2 separate regions of the Sus scrofa genome follow, and region 2 is linked to region 1. Evidence: chromatin contacts called from public Hi-C data. All regions are on one chromosome and are shown on one strand. The core of a region is the stretch at or near the end of the contact, and the rest is flanking DNA. Distances in the headings are between cores, read along the strand shown. Region 1 holds the start of MAN1A1 (mannosidase alpha class 1A member 1). Region 2 holds the start of CEP85L (centrosomal protein of 85 kDa-like).

Evidence for each region. Hi-C and Micro-C count contacts between places; a contact is called where the count stands out from the background.
Region 2: a contact with region 1 is called in a Hi-C map of heart right ventricle, with 5 times the contacts expected there. The contact joins the promoter of CEP85L here to the promoter of MAN1A1 in region 1.

What each region holds. Positions count from the first base shown.
Region 1 is chr1:42,728,728-42,731,427 of Sscrofa11.1, forward strand. MAN1A1 (mannosidase alpha class 1A member 1) reads left to right here and starts at 1,442. Exons shown (of 12, transcript NM_213885.1): 1 at 1,442-2,366. The coding sequence starts at 1,746.
Region 2 is chr1:43,391,301-43,394,000 of Sscrofa11.1, forward strand. It overlaps CEP85L (centrosomal protein of 85 kDa-like), which reads left to right and starts at 1,330. Exons shown (of 15, transcript XM_003121248.5): 1 at 1,330-1,747. The coding sequence starts at 1,675. LOC110260246 (a long non-coding RNA gene) reads left to right here. Exons shown (of 2, transcript XR_002343179.1): 2 at 1-226.

The DNA.
Region 1 (2,700 bases), core at 192-2,691:
GCTAAAAATCATGTTTCCAGAGCGGGAAGGGTAAAGGATATGGGACAAGACTGCTACAAACTAGTTTCCAGAAGTGGGAAGTGGGAAATCAGGCAACTTTTTCCTCTCTGATAACCCTTATTTCAGAGCAACAGGGGAATTGCGAATAGATTTTGGAAAATAAGGCTGTCTTGAAAACAATTTCTGTTGGACCAAGTCCTTACTTCCCTGGAAGTAGTCAAATCCAAGACAATTTCAACAGTGCTGAAATTTATTACTTGAAGTTATGGCAGCATAAAACTGTCTTCTTTAAATGGAAAATATGACCAACTTGTATGAGGTAAATGAATTTTGAAAGTGGGAGTGGGTGGGGGAGCTACGCAACTTTTTTTTCTTTTTAAAGGGGGCGAGGATGCATAGGAAGACTCCCAAGCAGCCACAAAACCAGCAGGTCTCTTGGGATTTAGAGGATGTTCCACCAGAGAGCTCCAAAGCTGAGCTCAGAAGCTCTCCAATTCACAGCTCCTCATCGAGGGACTTTTGGGTTAACTGCAACGGAGCAATGGGGGAATCCCTCCCTTGGCAAAAAGAGGGTAACTGGAGGAAAGACGCGCTTCACACCGTTCAAATCTGGCAGTTCTCTGCAAGACCCCGTCCTTATTCGGCCTCCCTCCGGGCAGGTCCCGCACCACCAGGCGCAGGTCCGAGGGGGCCGCAGGGGGATCCCGCATCAGCCCAGGCACCTAACCCACACCCCTAGAGCAACCACCCCCTGGGGCCTCTGGCCCGAAACCCCCGCGGGATAAACTCGCCGACCTCGGGCCCCGCCCGCTGCCTCGCGCCTCCGGGCCCCGCGACCTCCCCACCCCCGGCCGGGCCCCTGCGAGGCTGCGCTTCCCGTAACTCCCCTCCCTGCACTGCCCCCTCCCCGCCTCGGCCCCGCCCCCGCGGGACCCTGAGCCGCGTGCGATTGGCCCTGCCGCGCCATCACTCTCCGGACGCGTCACCGCCCTCGTTTCCGACCGCCCAGAGACCGGCAGTGGTGGTAGTGCTCGCGGGGCCGCGGTGGAGGGCATAGTGCTGTCCTGCTCTCTCCCACTCGCCCGCGGGTCGGCGCGCTCGCCCAGCTGAGCAGCATCCAGGGCTGCGGGGCAGTCGGACTGCACGCTCAGCCTGAGAAGCAGAGACAGCTAGTCCTAGCTTCGGGATGGGGAGCCGGCGAAGTTGACGAGCCCACCACCCGCGCTGCGCCTCTCCTGTGCGGAGGCGCTCTGCCCTCTCCAGGAGGTGCCCGCGCACGGCCCTGCTCCAGGTGTGCGCGGGACACCCAGCCCCCGAGACCCGAAAACTTCACCCCAAGTCCAAAGAGTGGTTTCCGAGGGCGGTGCCGGGAGCCAGACTCCGAACTCCGTGAAGGGGGAACTGTCCTGGTGGCTCGCACGGCCGTCTGAGGGCGGAGACCGGTGGAAACTTTATCACCATCATCGTAATTACTACGTTTTACTGTTTCTCTCCCCGCAGGGGCTACAGCCAGAGGTCTGTCGCGCGTGTTTGTTTGCCAAAGGAGCCGCTTGGGGGAGAAGACTCGAAGGGGAGTTGTTCCCCAAGGGATACCTGCAGCCCAGGCAGGGGGTTTGGGCGGCCTGGATGCACAGGACCCAGCCCCGCAGCCGCTGACGCCGGGCGGCGGCGAAGTTTGGCTGCTGAGCGGCGCAGAGCAAGGCCACTGGACAGCGGGCAACCCTGCGGCCGTGGCAGCGGGAGCGATGCCGGTGGGGGGCCTGTTGCCACTCTTCAGCAGCCCGGCGGGCGGCGGCCTGGGCGGCGGCCTGGGTGGGGGGCTCGGCGGCGGCGGCGGCGGCGGCGGCAGAAAGGGGTCGGGCCCCTCCGCCTTCCGCCTGACGGAGAAGTTCGTGCTGCTGTTGGTGTTCAGCGCCTTCATCACGCTCTGCTTCGGAGCGATCTTCTTCCTGCCCGACTCTTCCAAGCTGCTCAGCGGGGTCCTGTTCCACTCCAGCCCCGCCCTGCAGCCAGCCGCTGACCACAAGCCGGGGCCCGGGGCGCGCGCCGAGGACGCGGCAGATGGGCGAGCCCGGCCCGGTGAAGAGGGCGCTCCCGGGGACCCCGCGGCCGCCCTAGAGGACAACTTGGCCAGGATCCGCGAAAACCACGAGCGAGCTTTGAGGGAAGCCAAGGAGACTCTGCAGAAGCTGCCCGAGGAGATCCAAAGAGATATCCTGATGGAGAAGGAGAAGGTGGCCCAGGACCAGATGAGTAACAGGATGGGGTTCAGGCTGCCCCCAGTGTACTTAGTACCCCTCATCGGGGCGATTGACCGGGAGCCGGCCGACGCCGCTGTCCGCGAGAAAAGGGCAAAGATCAAAGAGGTGAGTGCACCCAGGCTGGAAATTCTTCCGGACCTGCGATGTTTTTCTGGGAGAAACGACAAACCTTTGAAACTCATAAGACTGTAACATTACAATGTGGGGAGACATCGAGGTTTTCCACTTAACCTGGTGCAGTGTCAAAGGCTCTTTCGTTTTCCTTTCAGTATCATAGTAGATGTGGCCAATTATGATCCGAGGTTGAATCCCGTTGTTTTTAACTTGCATGCTCGGTGAGCATAAGCCACACAAGGTAGGTCTTAAATATATGGGTAGGTGCTGTGCAAACCTCTTTTACGGCCCAATACACGGTTAATCGTCGCTGAGAACAGTGGCA
Region 2 (2,700 bases), core at 80-2,579, 660 kb after region 1:
TTAAATCACAAAAAGGAACCAATTACATTATTTTTTCATGTTTCTGTCATTTTCTATCCTTTGAAACAGTTGACCCTTGGCCAACTGCTCATGATTTGGAGAAATAGTGGAACTCTATGGGAGGAGGAGTAAATGTAAAATTTATCTGCAATCAGATAAATTACAAGACAGATGTGAGGAAAAAAGGAAAAAAAAAAAAAAGAAAAGAAAAGCAACCCCCCCAAAACAAGACAGAGATGTAATTTAATCTCTAAAAGTTTTAAGCAGTATTTCCCAATTACAGGATGCTTAAATACAAACATAAGGCCTCCCTTAGCAAAACAGAAAAAAGTCAATGGACTCCAAGCCTGCTGATGGTTAAGAATTTGCCTGACTCATTAAGGTTTACCTGATTCATTGGCCCAGTGCAGAGCCTGCCTCCTGCAGTGTTCGACCAATATTTATTAAAGGAACTATTTTGTATCTAAATATTGGAAAGATTATATTGTCAATAAAAGTAAGATTTAAAAAGACGATGCTGCACCCTTTTGTCCTTCCTCAGGATATCTGCCCCTGCACTCTGGGTTCAGGTAAAAAGTGGCAACTGACCAGGTGGAAGGAGGAACTTGGAGTATAGGAGTAAGGAAGTCGCTCTGGTGCCATTTTGACTCCTTTCTGATGATCATCTGGAACACTGGGCTACCAGATTAAAAATTTCGGGCCCCTCTCTGAACCCTCTGGTACTAATTACCCTCGGGTCTTTTTTTCTGCCTGTTGTGTGTGTGTGTGTGCATAAGTCTCTAGGTGATAGATATTTTGTACCCGTCTCTGTCTGCACCCTCCCGCCCCCCATTTAATTTGCTAGTTGAGAAAACGACCTCTTTCGCTACCCCCAATAGTGATCCCCCACAAACGATGTTTGTGGAATTCATGGTTGACGACTTTAATCCCAAATGAGGCTGAGAGTCTCCCTCAACCCCTCCTGTGTAAAACTCTTCCATCTCAAGAAACCTCGAGGGGAGAGGCAGGTCATCCACGTCTTTCTCAGGTGCCCCTGAGGGACTACCCAAGGGACTGGGGCGATGGGTGGTGGCGAAAACCTAAAGATTAGACCCAGTACCAAGTTACCGCCCTCTTCGTAACCGATAATGGCTCCGGGCTGAGAAACCAGGGACGCAGTTGGTAGGTCGGAAGAGCATTCGCCGCTGGCAATGCACAGCTGCGTAAAGGAACCCACCGGGACCTGCCCACAGTCTCCGCCCCGCGCCGCGCACGCCTTATATAAGCGCCCGAGGCCCCGCCCCCTACAAGCCCCGCCCCCGCTTAGATCGGCCTCCGGCTCCTCAGGCGGAGGGGGCGGAGAGAAGCCGCAGCTGCAACTTCGCTGGAGCCTCTGAACCTGGGCTCAGCCGGAGACCAAGCCGCCGACGCCGCAGGGCCTCCGCTTCCCTGGCTCGGGCCTCAACCCAGGCGGCTCGACCATGGCAGCCGCCGCCGCTGTAGCGAATCTGGCTCCTGCGGTCCCCGCCCGTCGCTGAGCAGCCGTTAACCAGCCCGCCCGCTCGCCCCCCGCCGGTGCCGCCTCGGCCCAGGCTCCGCACAAGTTTCCGCCGCCGAAGAGGCAGGAGGCGAAGGCAGCGGAGGACGGACGTGGGGAGTCGGGCGCCCCCGGCCCACTCGGCACTCCGGCCCGCAATGTGGGGACGCTTCCTGACTGCGGATGCCGGCGGCAGGGACAGCCCAGGCGGAACCCGCAGCTTCCCCGCGGGTAAGTAACGGGACAGGCCCCTGGCTGCGGTGGGGGTCGCGGCCGACTGCGGTGCCTCGGGACTCAGCCGCCGCTCCCCTCCTTCCTCAGGCCTGGCTTCCCCCTGGCCGCCCGCCCCCGACGCCGCGCGCCTGCCAGCCAGCCCAGCTTCCTCCAGGCTGCCGACACCCGGCTCCGCGGGCTGACATCTGGCGGCCCGCGTCCCCGGCCCTGTCCGCCCCGCATCTCGGCGCACCGGCCCCGCGCGGCTCGGTGTCCCGGCCGCTCCTCCGGCCGCAGCCCCGGCGCCCCAACTTACAGCTCGCCTAGGCCTCCTCGGGTTGGGCTTTGTTGTGCGACCTTCTCCTTTTTCCTCCTGGGGTGTGCGGCCGACGTGGATAACGGGGCTCACGGAGACCCAGACGGGAAGGTCGCTGCGACCGTGCTGCAGCCGCGGCGGCGCGGGGCGCGTCTCGGAGGGCGGGGGGCTGCTGCATCTGCGCCTGCAGCCGCTGCTTTAGGGCGCGTTTGGGGGCGGAAGGAGGCTGCGGCTGATGCCTTGGCTGCAACCCCCCCCAGGGGTCCAGCCCCTCCCTGAAACCTGGTTACCGCCCAGCAGTCCTTTCTGGAGGACATGTCCTGCCAGAGCCCATCGATTTTTGAGCAACCGGAATGTTAATCTATTTGCCTCTCCTTGGCCCTTTCAAGGAAAATTTGGGGTTTGCTGCGTTGGGTGTGCGAAGGGACCTGTTTGTAATGCACAGCCATTTAATGCCTGCGTCGCTTAAAAGTTGTGTAGGAGCCACCAAATTAGGATAAATCTTCCCCTAATCAGGATATTAAAAAAAAAAAAAAAAGGCTTGGGTTACCTGTGACAAGTTATTTGACTGACGTTAATGGTTCTTTCAGGCACTTTAATCTTAATTGGATTTTGAACCCTCCCTTGAGTAGCTGCAAGTTGTATGGACCACTTA